Linked DNA regions of Rattus norvegicus: regions 2 and 3 are each linked to region 1. Evidence: chromatin contacts called from public Hi-C data. All regions are on one chromosome and are shown on one strand. The core of a region is the stretch at or near the end of the contact, and the rest is flanking DNA. Distances in the headings are between cores, read along the strand shown. Region 1 overlaps Mical2 (microtubule associated monooxygenase, calponin and LIM domain containing 2). Region 2 holds the start of Tead1 (TEA domain transcription factor 1). Region 3 overlaps Tead1 (TEA domain transcription factor 1).

Region 1 (3,184 bases), core at 685-3,184:
AGAGAGAGAGAGAGAGAGAGAGAGAGAAACAGAGAGGGAGAAAGAGAGACACAGTGAGAGACAGAGAGAGAGAAAGAGAGACAGAGACAGACAGAGAGACAGATTCTTTCTTCTCCAGATCTTGGCCTGGGTGAGTTTCAAAGCCCCCCCAAGAGTTATGGTGACCATGCACACACAGCCACACAGCAAACAGAATTCCTCCAGAACCCTTGAGTGAGAAGCTGAGGCTCCATCCTGCTCTGAGCCCATCACCCCCTTCTGCCTCCCCTAGTCCGCAAGTTCCCTCTCAAACCTGACCCAACATGGCCTTGGGCTTCTGCTCTCCCTCCTTCTGGTTCTCTCTCCTTCTGAATCAGCATGATTCCTGGCCAGTGAGTCATTTCCCACCATCCCCCAGACTCACCACCTCTCCTGTGTCTCCCTGGGCTAAGGGCCACCTTTGGAGCTAGAGCAGGCCTGCATACCTGGGAACAAGCTAAGATGACACCTGAATCATCCGAGCTACCCTGGGTGGCTGGCGAATGTGAAAGGACAAAGGGAACTAAGGTCTCCGAGCACTAGGGTTCCTCTCAGGCCAGTCTTCCTGGGTGCTGAGGCCATCCCAACGGTCCTGAGCATCACCAGTGTCAGGGGGCTCAGTCTGTCCTCAGCCAGTTCCCAGCATGGCGTGAAGTAGGAGGTTGGCAAACAGCGGGGACAGGGGTTCTAGAAAAACAAGACCGACTTCTAGTACTCAGCAGTGGGCTTGGGGCCACACCTGGAGAACATAGGGTGTGAACCTTAACAATAATGCTAGATGCAGACAGGGCTGAGCCTGTTGTTTCTGTGGCCTGGCAATGTCTGGTCCAAAGGAGTTCTTGTTTATGTGTGAGAGGGAGGAAGAAAGGGAGGGAGAAAGAAAGGGAGAAAGGGAGGAAGTTTGGAAACTGGTTGGATTAGGCCCAGGGAAACAGCATATGGGTTCAGGCTTGCAGGATGCTGCCCCTAGAGGGCGCTCCAAGACTTTGAGAAGATGGAGTCCTTCATACTAGGAAGAGTAGTACCTAGAATCCCAATCATGTCAACCCCGAAAGACAAGAACCCCTATGCCCAAGAAAGGTTTATCAGTCAATAGGATATAGAACATAGGCATCCCTTCTAATTGAGCATGCTTAGAGTGAATGTCACCAACAGGGGAAAAGGCCATCATTGCCCCCCCCCCCAAAAAAAAAAAAAAAAGGAGGTCACACAAGGAATTGCCTCAGGGGGCACTTTAGCACAAAAGAACCTGAGAGCCAGCAGTACTCAGATCCTATGCCCTACAGAGGACAGAGAAGCCTGGCTGAGCCATCTCCGAGTTCCCAGCAAGCATGGGAGAAGAGGATAGAGGTAGACAAGTTCCCAAGCCAAGAATTAGAGAAACCCTGGCTGCGGTGGGTGTCCCATTACCTCTGAAGCAGACCAAGGTTCTAGTAGTATCTGCCAGATAGTTTGTGTGCAAGAGGAGGGAAACGGATGTGGTCTGCAGGATGGTGGGCACTTTTGGGAAGGACACTGGAAGTGAGTGAGTTGCTTGTGTGAATGAACTGGAGTCTTGGGGGTCCCTCTCCCATCTTTTAGAGGAGCTTGAAGACAACACCAGGCTCACAGGAGACATTTTGCATCTCTCAGGTCCTTGATGGTCTCTTTCTCCTCTGGAGTCATGTCTGGCCCTTGGGCAATGCCTCATTTGCCAAGCCCTCCACAAGCTGACTTTAAGATAATGTACAAGGACCTTGCAACCAGAGGCCTCACAGCAAAGGTGGAACCTGGGCTAAAGGGAAGGAGAGGAGAGTGGCTTCTGCACCACGATCTTATAGATCCCAAGACTTTTCTGTCTGGCTCAAGGTGTCCCTGACTCTGTGTCACAAGGTCCCCTGTGACTCCTCAGAGGAACAAAGGGACAGTTTGTGGAGCTGAGAGGACTTTGGAGGCTGCTTAAGGAGCCTGATTCAGCGGATGGCAGGGAGAGGAGATTGAGGGGGCGAGAAAGAGGGGGAGAAGGAATTTGGCAGGAATTTAGTAACTGGAGGCAGGAAGCAAGACAACGGCTCACTCACAAGTTTTGCCTTTTTAGGCTAGACCCATTATGTTGTGGGCTGGGATGGGGTGTGGGTAATGGGCTGGAGGCCAGCGCCTCCCCTGTGTCAGTTCCTGGCAGCTGATGGCCTTTCTCCCAGGGTCTCCCTCTTACACACCTCCACAGCAGCCACGTTCCCTGGTTATCTTTTCCCTCAGAAACATTCTGGGACAAGGGTGGGGTACCCTATGGCTACAGCAGTCATCTTTTCAGAGCCCATGCCTGGTATGCACTACCTAACATGTTAATCTCTGTGCGAAAAGAGAAAAAAGCACACTGAAGTCCACCAATGCCTCCCCTAGCCCCCAAAAGATGTAGGAAACTCTTTCTAAGTGGAGGTGACTTAGGCTTGGCTTTTCTTTTAGATCTGTGTCCCCAGAGATCCCTGACCCTGTGCCATTAAAGTTTCTCACATTTTCTCAGAGTAGCAAAAGCATAGTTTGAGTACCTGAGCAGGTGCCTGTCTCTCAGCCTAGAGCTTTGAGGGAAACTGAGGCCCGGGAATTGTGTTGAACTAAGAGACGAGCTGGAACCTGTTGGTTGGACACACCATAGGGAAATCTGAATGGGCCACCTGAGCCAGGCAAGGCAGGGAGTTGGGGTACTGCGTGAGACACACAGTCCCAGGATGTACCTAAGGAATGTCGGTCACAAAGGCTTGTCATAGCCTGAGGATGAAGCACCGAGTATATGAAAGGCTGTGCTTTTTCTGAATCCAGCTGAATACAAGTTATCTGAAAGGCTCTATCCTGGAGATAAAATATTTGCTCTTGCAGATTTAAGGAGGTTGCCAAGTTGGAAGAGAAGAGAGACAGGAAGTGTCAGTGTACATGGGCCTAAATGACCTCCCTGATGTACTGTCAGAATCCTGCTCTTACAGGACAAGATGACTTCAGCTGCCCATAGTTCAGAATTGCGCTACTCCCTAGAGGCCAGCCACCCTCTTTTCTCACACATCTCTGAAGCGACACATTACTTCCTACCTGTTCCCTGAGCCACAGAAGTGTGGCAAGGACCCACTAATTCTGTATGATTTGTACTGTTGATATGGGTAGGACCTCCCTCCCCTGGGTCCCCATAAAAATT
Region 2 (3,198 bases), core at 253-2,752, 300 kb after region 1:
AGACTTTATTCGCTGGTATTATGGGGGGTTATCTGGAAAAGAGATACACCTCTGGAGTTTTAACGGGAAAATAGTTGTGCATTTTCTAATACTCTGCCAGGTGTATGAGGTTCTTATTGTCAGCCTGTCATATTGCTGCATATTATTAACTAAAAATAATACACATTTGTACTTGATTGTGGTGGGCATCTACACAGGTGAGAAATTATAGAATTTATAGAATTAAACAAATACACAATGATGTGTTTAAGTTGATCTGGAAAATCTGCCCGAAAATTAATACCCCGGCTGGGATAAAATTTTGGCTGACATGGCTAGGGAAGAGCTGGGCAAAGCGAACAAAGAATGTCTCTGTATTACTTTTTACAACGGCATGGGAGTCTTCAATTCTCTTGACATAAAATTTTAAAAAACGCATGGATGGAAGATATTTTTGCCTTAAAAACGCACTGGTAAACGTTGTTTCCGAGCAAACAAGGCGTAGTGAGTCCCATTCGCTTTCCTGAGTTTATGCACACTCCAGGAATACTCCGGCACAAAACAGGCGCCATTAGTTTGTTCTGAAGCCAGAAGGAAGTCCCAGTGCGGGAAGGGCCGTCTCCTTTCTGGGAAACTACGGACTGCAACCGGCCCAAACTGCCAGCATGTCTGTCCCAGCCACCGTTAACTTTACCCGAGTTTCTGAAGTGCTGCGGTGTCGTCCACTCCAAAAACAGAGTTCAAACCGTTTATGATTGATTCTTACGTTCTCCATAAAGGGACGGCGCGAAGCTGCTTTTTGCAGCCAGGCAAGACTTTATTTTATTTAAGTGGGTGCAGGATTTCCTTAGACTAAACTCGCAGTACGAGTGAACTTCACTTCTAGAAAGACAGGGCAGGAAGCGGGCGAGGACTCTGCGACGCTCCAACCCAGTCTGCGAAGCCCAGAATTTGCGCGAGCACCGCGAACTTGGGTAAAGCGAAACGGCTTGAGGAGGAGTGGCGGGCTGGGAAGCTGCCCACTCCGGCCTCAGTTTCCTGAAGAGCAACCTCCCTTCCAGTCTGGGAGCGTCGCTGCCAGCGCACACCAGGAGGGGGTAAACTGAGTCACAGCAGGAGGAAAGCGCACACCCCGCCTTTCTAGTACCCGGCCGCCCCGCCTCGGACCGCACAAAGCCCTGAGCGCGCGCCATCGCGCGCGGCTCGCTCCCCCGTGGGCGCCAAGTCCCGCCCCACGCGCCCCGCCCCACATCATGACGTCACCGCGGCGGCAGGCCACGCCCCACCCCGGGCCCGGCGGCATGACGTCACCGAGGCCCCACCCCTCCGGAGCGAGTTCGGTCCTGGCGTTCATTTCATTCCTGTCCTCATTCCGCACATTCTTCGCATCGCTCGCGCCGCGCCGCGCCGCCCGAGCCGAGCCGAGCCTCCGCGGCCCCGCCGCCCGCCGCGGGCGCCCCCCAGCACTTCGCACACTCGCTTCCAGCTCGCGGGGAGTCCGCGCGCCGGGGCCCGGGCCCGGGGCGGCCGCGGCGGGGCGCAGGCCATGCGCTGACCCCCCAGCGCGCAACGTCGCCGGAGCGCGGGCAGCTGCCCCGGCGCGCCCTGCTGGTCCGGGGAGCCGGCGAGGCCGGGCTGGGGCGGCCGGGCGCGGGAGTACCGCGGGGAGTACCGGCTGGAGTAGCGCGGGGGCGGTGGCCCAGCGCCCCGAAGTTTGCCGCGCCCGCTCGGGCGGCCGAGGTAAGTTGCGCGCGGGGCGGACTCGGGGGCGCGGGCTGTCTAGGCGTCACCGCGATCGGCGCTTTGTGTGCGGCTCCCGAAGGGGAGCGGCCCCGCCGCCCAGCAAGTTGGGCCGCAACCTCGCGCGGCAACAGGCGGCCCCGCTCGGCTTTCTGCGCGCCCCTCTCTCCAGCGTCTCTCTCCCGCGCACCTCGCTCCTTGTCTGGGAAGCGCCGAGTTCGGCGCGATCACGGGTGGGGAGAGCGTCCGGCGTGCAGCCTAGAGCCTGCAGCCGGGTGACTCCCCCGGCGCCCGGCCCCTTCGGGGTCCGCGCGGATCCCGGCTCCTCCTCCCGGGAGATGAAAGAGGGCTCTCTCGCCCTTGCCGCCTCTCCAGAGCTGCTGCCGCCGCCGCCGCCGCCGCCGCTCCAGTGCACATTCAAGTGGAAAATTTTCAGGAGTCAGCAGAAACATTGTGTCCAAAAAAGACTGAGTCGCACTTACCACCAAACCCGGGAGTAGACTCTCCCTGGAAAACTTCCCTTCGGTAGGAAATACTGGGGGATTTGTTTGTTTATTGGAAGAGAAACGATCCCCAGGAGGGCCAAAAAAAAAAAAAAATTCTGGGGACACTTTTAGCCTTTGTTCGCGGCAGCACCACTTGTTTTCAAAGTCCAGAGGCCCGTTTGAAAGAAAGTTCAACTTCTAGGAGTTTCCTTTTTCTTTTTTAATGCATTAAAAAAAAATCAAAGCTACATTTAAAGAAGTAGAAAACAATGAAAGGCTCACACTTATCTTCCCGTGAAAATAAAACCCAGACTAGTTTTCCTCGGTCTTTAATCGTCTTTCTTTTTAAGGATTTATTTAAAGTTGAATGGTGTCACCCGTATAAAAATATTTATGAAACAATGAAATGCCAGCCACCAGCGTTTCTCAGGAGGCTTGTTAAGTTCTTAGAAGCTGTCTGTGATTTACAGAAATGCAAATTGATCTCAGCACTGGAAACTTACAGACAGATATTCCAGAAATCGGAGTGTAGCAAGGACGGGTTTTAAAATAGCGCCATTTGAAAGGAGCTAAGGTCCTTGGAACAAAATGGTCTGTAAATACGATCATATTTCAAAATAGTGAAAGGAAAATATTTCAATTCCTATAGATAATGCAAAGTAACAGAATCTTAGTTTCCTCCACGCCTTGTGGCCTGGATTCGTTCTGGAAGTTTAGGTGGTCTGGTGGCTTAGAGTGTGCTTGAGTGCTGGCAGGTGGTTCCCCGGGTGGACAGATCCTTCCCGTTAGGGAGACTCAATCTACCCGGAGCCGAGGGGTAGCTTGTCTGTGCAAGCCTGAGCTCTTGGGTGGGGGCTAATCTGCCTTGAGACTGGGGCTGGGAATAGTCCTCAGGCTGTACAGACTGTGCCAGGGGCTTCCGCCTTTCAGCGGAGTCTGCGATTTTCTGTGAATAGCAGGATCTTTGGGCCCAGGCACATCTGAATGCTTATAA
Region 3 (3,077 bases), core at 498-2,997, 410 kb after region 1:
AGACATATCGTGGTTGACATAAGGGGAATAAATATCCAGTGTTTGGGATATTTCTTTCCTGTTCTTGTTTGTGGAGAGAAACTGGCATTAGACCTCATAACCAACTTGTTGATCTGTTCGGCCCTGTTTCAGTCTTCCTGGCAGATGCAAACATCTCCCATCTTTGTGGACACTGTGTTCACACAGCTGTCACATATCATGTGTTTTCTGCCTGTGAGTTCCAGCCTCTTCAGAGCTGTCTGCTTCATCACCCGAGTGCCATCCAGCAATGAGATCCCAGTGCCCCCCAAATGAATTATGAAAAGCTTTTCATAGTAATATAATTGATCCACTGTTGGCCACACTTTAAAAAAAAATCAATGTATCATGTTAATATTTCATGAATGCCCACGTTGCCAGCTTCTTGCAATGGGACTCAGCTATAAAGAATGGGAATTGTTTCCCAATAGTGGAGCGCATGGACAGAGTGCCAGGAAAAGAGGGTTTCGGGTTGACTTTAACGTTAGAAGTGCAGTTGGGCCATTGAGAAACAATCCTCTGACTCATGTCAGATTGTTATAATTATTTAATGTCCACAATGCAGCCTTGTCCCCACGGATTTATACTGGAGAGGTTTCTTACCCACACATTGTGGTTATTAGCTGCAAAGAAAGCAGCATTTGTTTATAATGACACAGGGTATATCAGTGCGGCAAAGAAAACACTACAGATTCTGTCCTAGGAAGAAGGCAGGAATTTGGCAGGCAACCTATAGGAAATTAGAAGACACATTCTCATTATTTCTCATACATGTGGGTAGGACTGTACGATAGCCATTAAACACCTTTGATTTTTTTTTTTTTTTTGTTCTTTTTTTTCGGAGCTGGGGACCGAACCCAGGGCCTTGCGCTTCCTAGGTAAGCGCTCTACCACTGAGCTAAATCCCCAGCCCCTAACACCTTTGATTTTTAACCTTTGCCCCAAACTCCTGTGATGGCGAAAGTGCACATGCACTTTCATCCACAGAGTTCACAGTGCCCAACTGCAGTGCTCAGGGTACCACTTATCTCTGAGAGACTCTGTTTTTTGGAGCTGGGGAAAATAGAACAGTGGGAAAAGTGCTTGCCGCACAAGCAATGAAGGACTTACTCCAATCCCTAGAACTCAGGAAATGCCATTGTGGCATTCTCTAGAATGGATCTAGAAACCCCAGCACTGGCATAAGGAAACAGGGGCATCCCTGGGACCTTAATCACCGACCAGGCAGTCTAGTTCAGAGAGAGAGGGGAGTCCAGTGAGATCTTGTTTAAAAAAATAAGGTGGAGAAGCCATTGAAGAAGCAAGTTATCCCGATCCCCAGTCAGTACTATCTAATACATAGGCAAGTGTATACACAGATGAGGTCTGTATAGTTCTGACATTCCACACCCTATTAAACTCTTCCAGAGACAAAAAAATTGCAGTAAGACTTGAGAGTGTCCTGGAAATATGACAGACAGCCTTGGAGGTGAATGGAGTCATTTAGTCATGACTCAAGGTGTCCAGCTTCTTGGGTATGTAAACCCTTTGTAACATCTGACTCCATAGAGTTGCCCTCCTGTGTGGACTCCCCACCATCATTGCCTGAGCTGTCAAGTGAGATTCATTATCAATGGGTTTCTCAAGCTTAGAGAACAGGGAGGAGACATAGAGCCAGAGCAGTGTGAAATATCCGCGGGGCACTCACAAGCTGGGGTGTGCAGATGCCATTCAGAATTGCACCGGAAATTCTTGTAACCTTTATCAGCTCAGTGGTGAAATGAGAAAGCCCATATGACTCAGCTGAACGCTGACTTGGTACCAGTGTGAAACAACTGAGTCCTCTCAGGTTTTGGGAGAAGACAAGTAGGAAGCAGACATACAGGCTGTGGACTTCCAGGCTTTCATTGTTGGAAGTCTGGGAGCTTCGTAGGCCTCTGGACATCACTGAGGTTTTCTAGAGAACAGAGAACCTGAACTTTGAAACTGACACAGTCTTGGGTAACCTGGGGTAGATCTTGACGAAGATGTAGACAGTGGGCAATGTGTGCCATGCAGGTGGGAAGCTGGTGAAAGCCAGGCTTGCATCTCCCTGGTACAGGATGGCTACACGGTGGTGGCATTATTGCTGGCACTTAGGGGACTTAACATTTTTTTTTTAAATTGGCTACATATTTGGATATTTGTTTACTTTTTCCCTTCCTTTCAGTCCCCTCTATTATTCTCCTCCCTTTGTTATCCTCCTCCTCTTCCTCTCCTGTACTGGGGAATCACAGTGGACAAGTGTCATGTTGGATGTCTCCAGCCCTCTAATCCTTCATTTACACATTACACTCTGTTTCTCTCATCTTAGTTCTGTGTATGTTATAGGAGAATGGAAGCCTAAAGGAGTAGCCTCACTTTGTCATCCATTGGGTTAGTTTTACAGCATTGGACTTAATGCATCAAGACGGCCCCCCCCCCCCCCCCCCCCCGACAAGGAAATGGCTTGCTTTTACTGCTTCTTGAATGCTAACACATTCTTCTTGCTCTGATGGGAGTTTCTTGAGGGGAGTGATAGCTTCTCACCCTTACTGTTACTAAAGGACCCAGTGAGCCAGTCTTTGGGCGCTCAGCCCCGTGTAGTCAGAGAAGGGGGTGAATCGGCTGAGGGGTCATGATGACAGCTTATGAAGGGTGCTGTATGCCACCCCATTTAAAATCCTTCATCAGTGCAGAGCCATGGGACAAAGGTCTTAAAAGGAAAAGTGTGATGTGGATGGGTCATGGCCCAGTTTGAATACCGAATGCTCAAGGCTCTTGCCTTACAATAATTTCCTTCAGTCCCCCAGACCCCGTTGCTGTCAGGGAGGGAGAGCAGGCTCTTCATGGAACCCTTATGGCTCTATGTCACCCCCACTCTGTTCACCCGCAGGCCATCTAGAGCTCTGGTTTAATAGCACTTTGTCTTGTGAGAAGAAAGACACAGTTGTATGTCCTTCCCTCTTATCCCACTCCCAAAGCGTCTTCCTTCTCACCCAAACCATGATCTCAGAGGTTTACAAGTCAGACATGTCACGGAACTGTTTGGAAGCAGTTGT

The links. A called contact is a pair of places that touch in the nucleus more often than the background predicts.
Region 2: a Hi-C map of Schwann cells shows a contact between it and region 1, with 8 times the contacts expected there. The contact joins the promoter of Tead1 here to the enhancer-like site in region 1. A contact is called at or near these places in 3 of 12 Hi-C or Micro-C datasets (the A7r5 cell line, Schwann cells and mammary epithelial cells) and 1 of 1 datasets of contacts at active chromatin or transcription factors (oligodendrocytes).
Region 3: a Hi-C map of Schwann cells shows a contact between it and region 1, with 7 times the contacts expected there. The contact joins two enhancer-like sites.

The regions. Positions count from the first base shown.
Region 1 is chr1:175,928,002-175,931,185 of GRCr8, forward strand. The region is part of intron 23 of Mical2 (microtubule associated monooxygenase, calponin and LIM domain containing 2); the gene reads left to right. Among named protein-coding and RNA genes, the nearest start is that of Parva, 52 kb to the right of the region's middle. Within about 2 kb of position 1,935, at least 10 of the 93 cell types and tissues checked have an H3K27ac peak or open chromatin away from gene starts, as enhancers often do. A contact at or near this core is called in Schwann cells, where this site is marked.
Region 2 is chr1:176,225,673-176,228,870 of GRCr8, forward strand. Tead1 (TEA domain transcription factor 1) reads left to right here and starts at 1,503. Exons shown (of 13, transcript NM_001198589.2): 1 at 1,503-1,719.
Region 3 is chr1:176,340,579-176,343,655 of GRCr8, forward strand. All of the region lies in intron 2 of Tead1 (TEA domain transcription factor 1), which reads left to right. Among named protein-coding and RNA genes, the nearest start is that of Tead1, 110 kb to the left of the region's middle. Within about 2 kb of position 1,748, at least 9 of the 93 cell types and tissues checked have an H3K27ac peak or open chromatin away from gene starts, as enhancers often do. A contact at or near this core is called in Schwann cells, where this site is marked.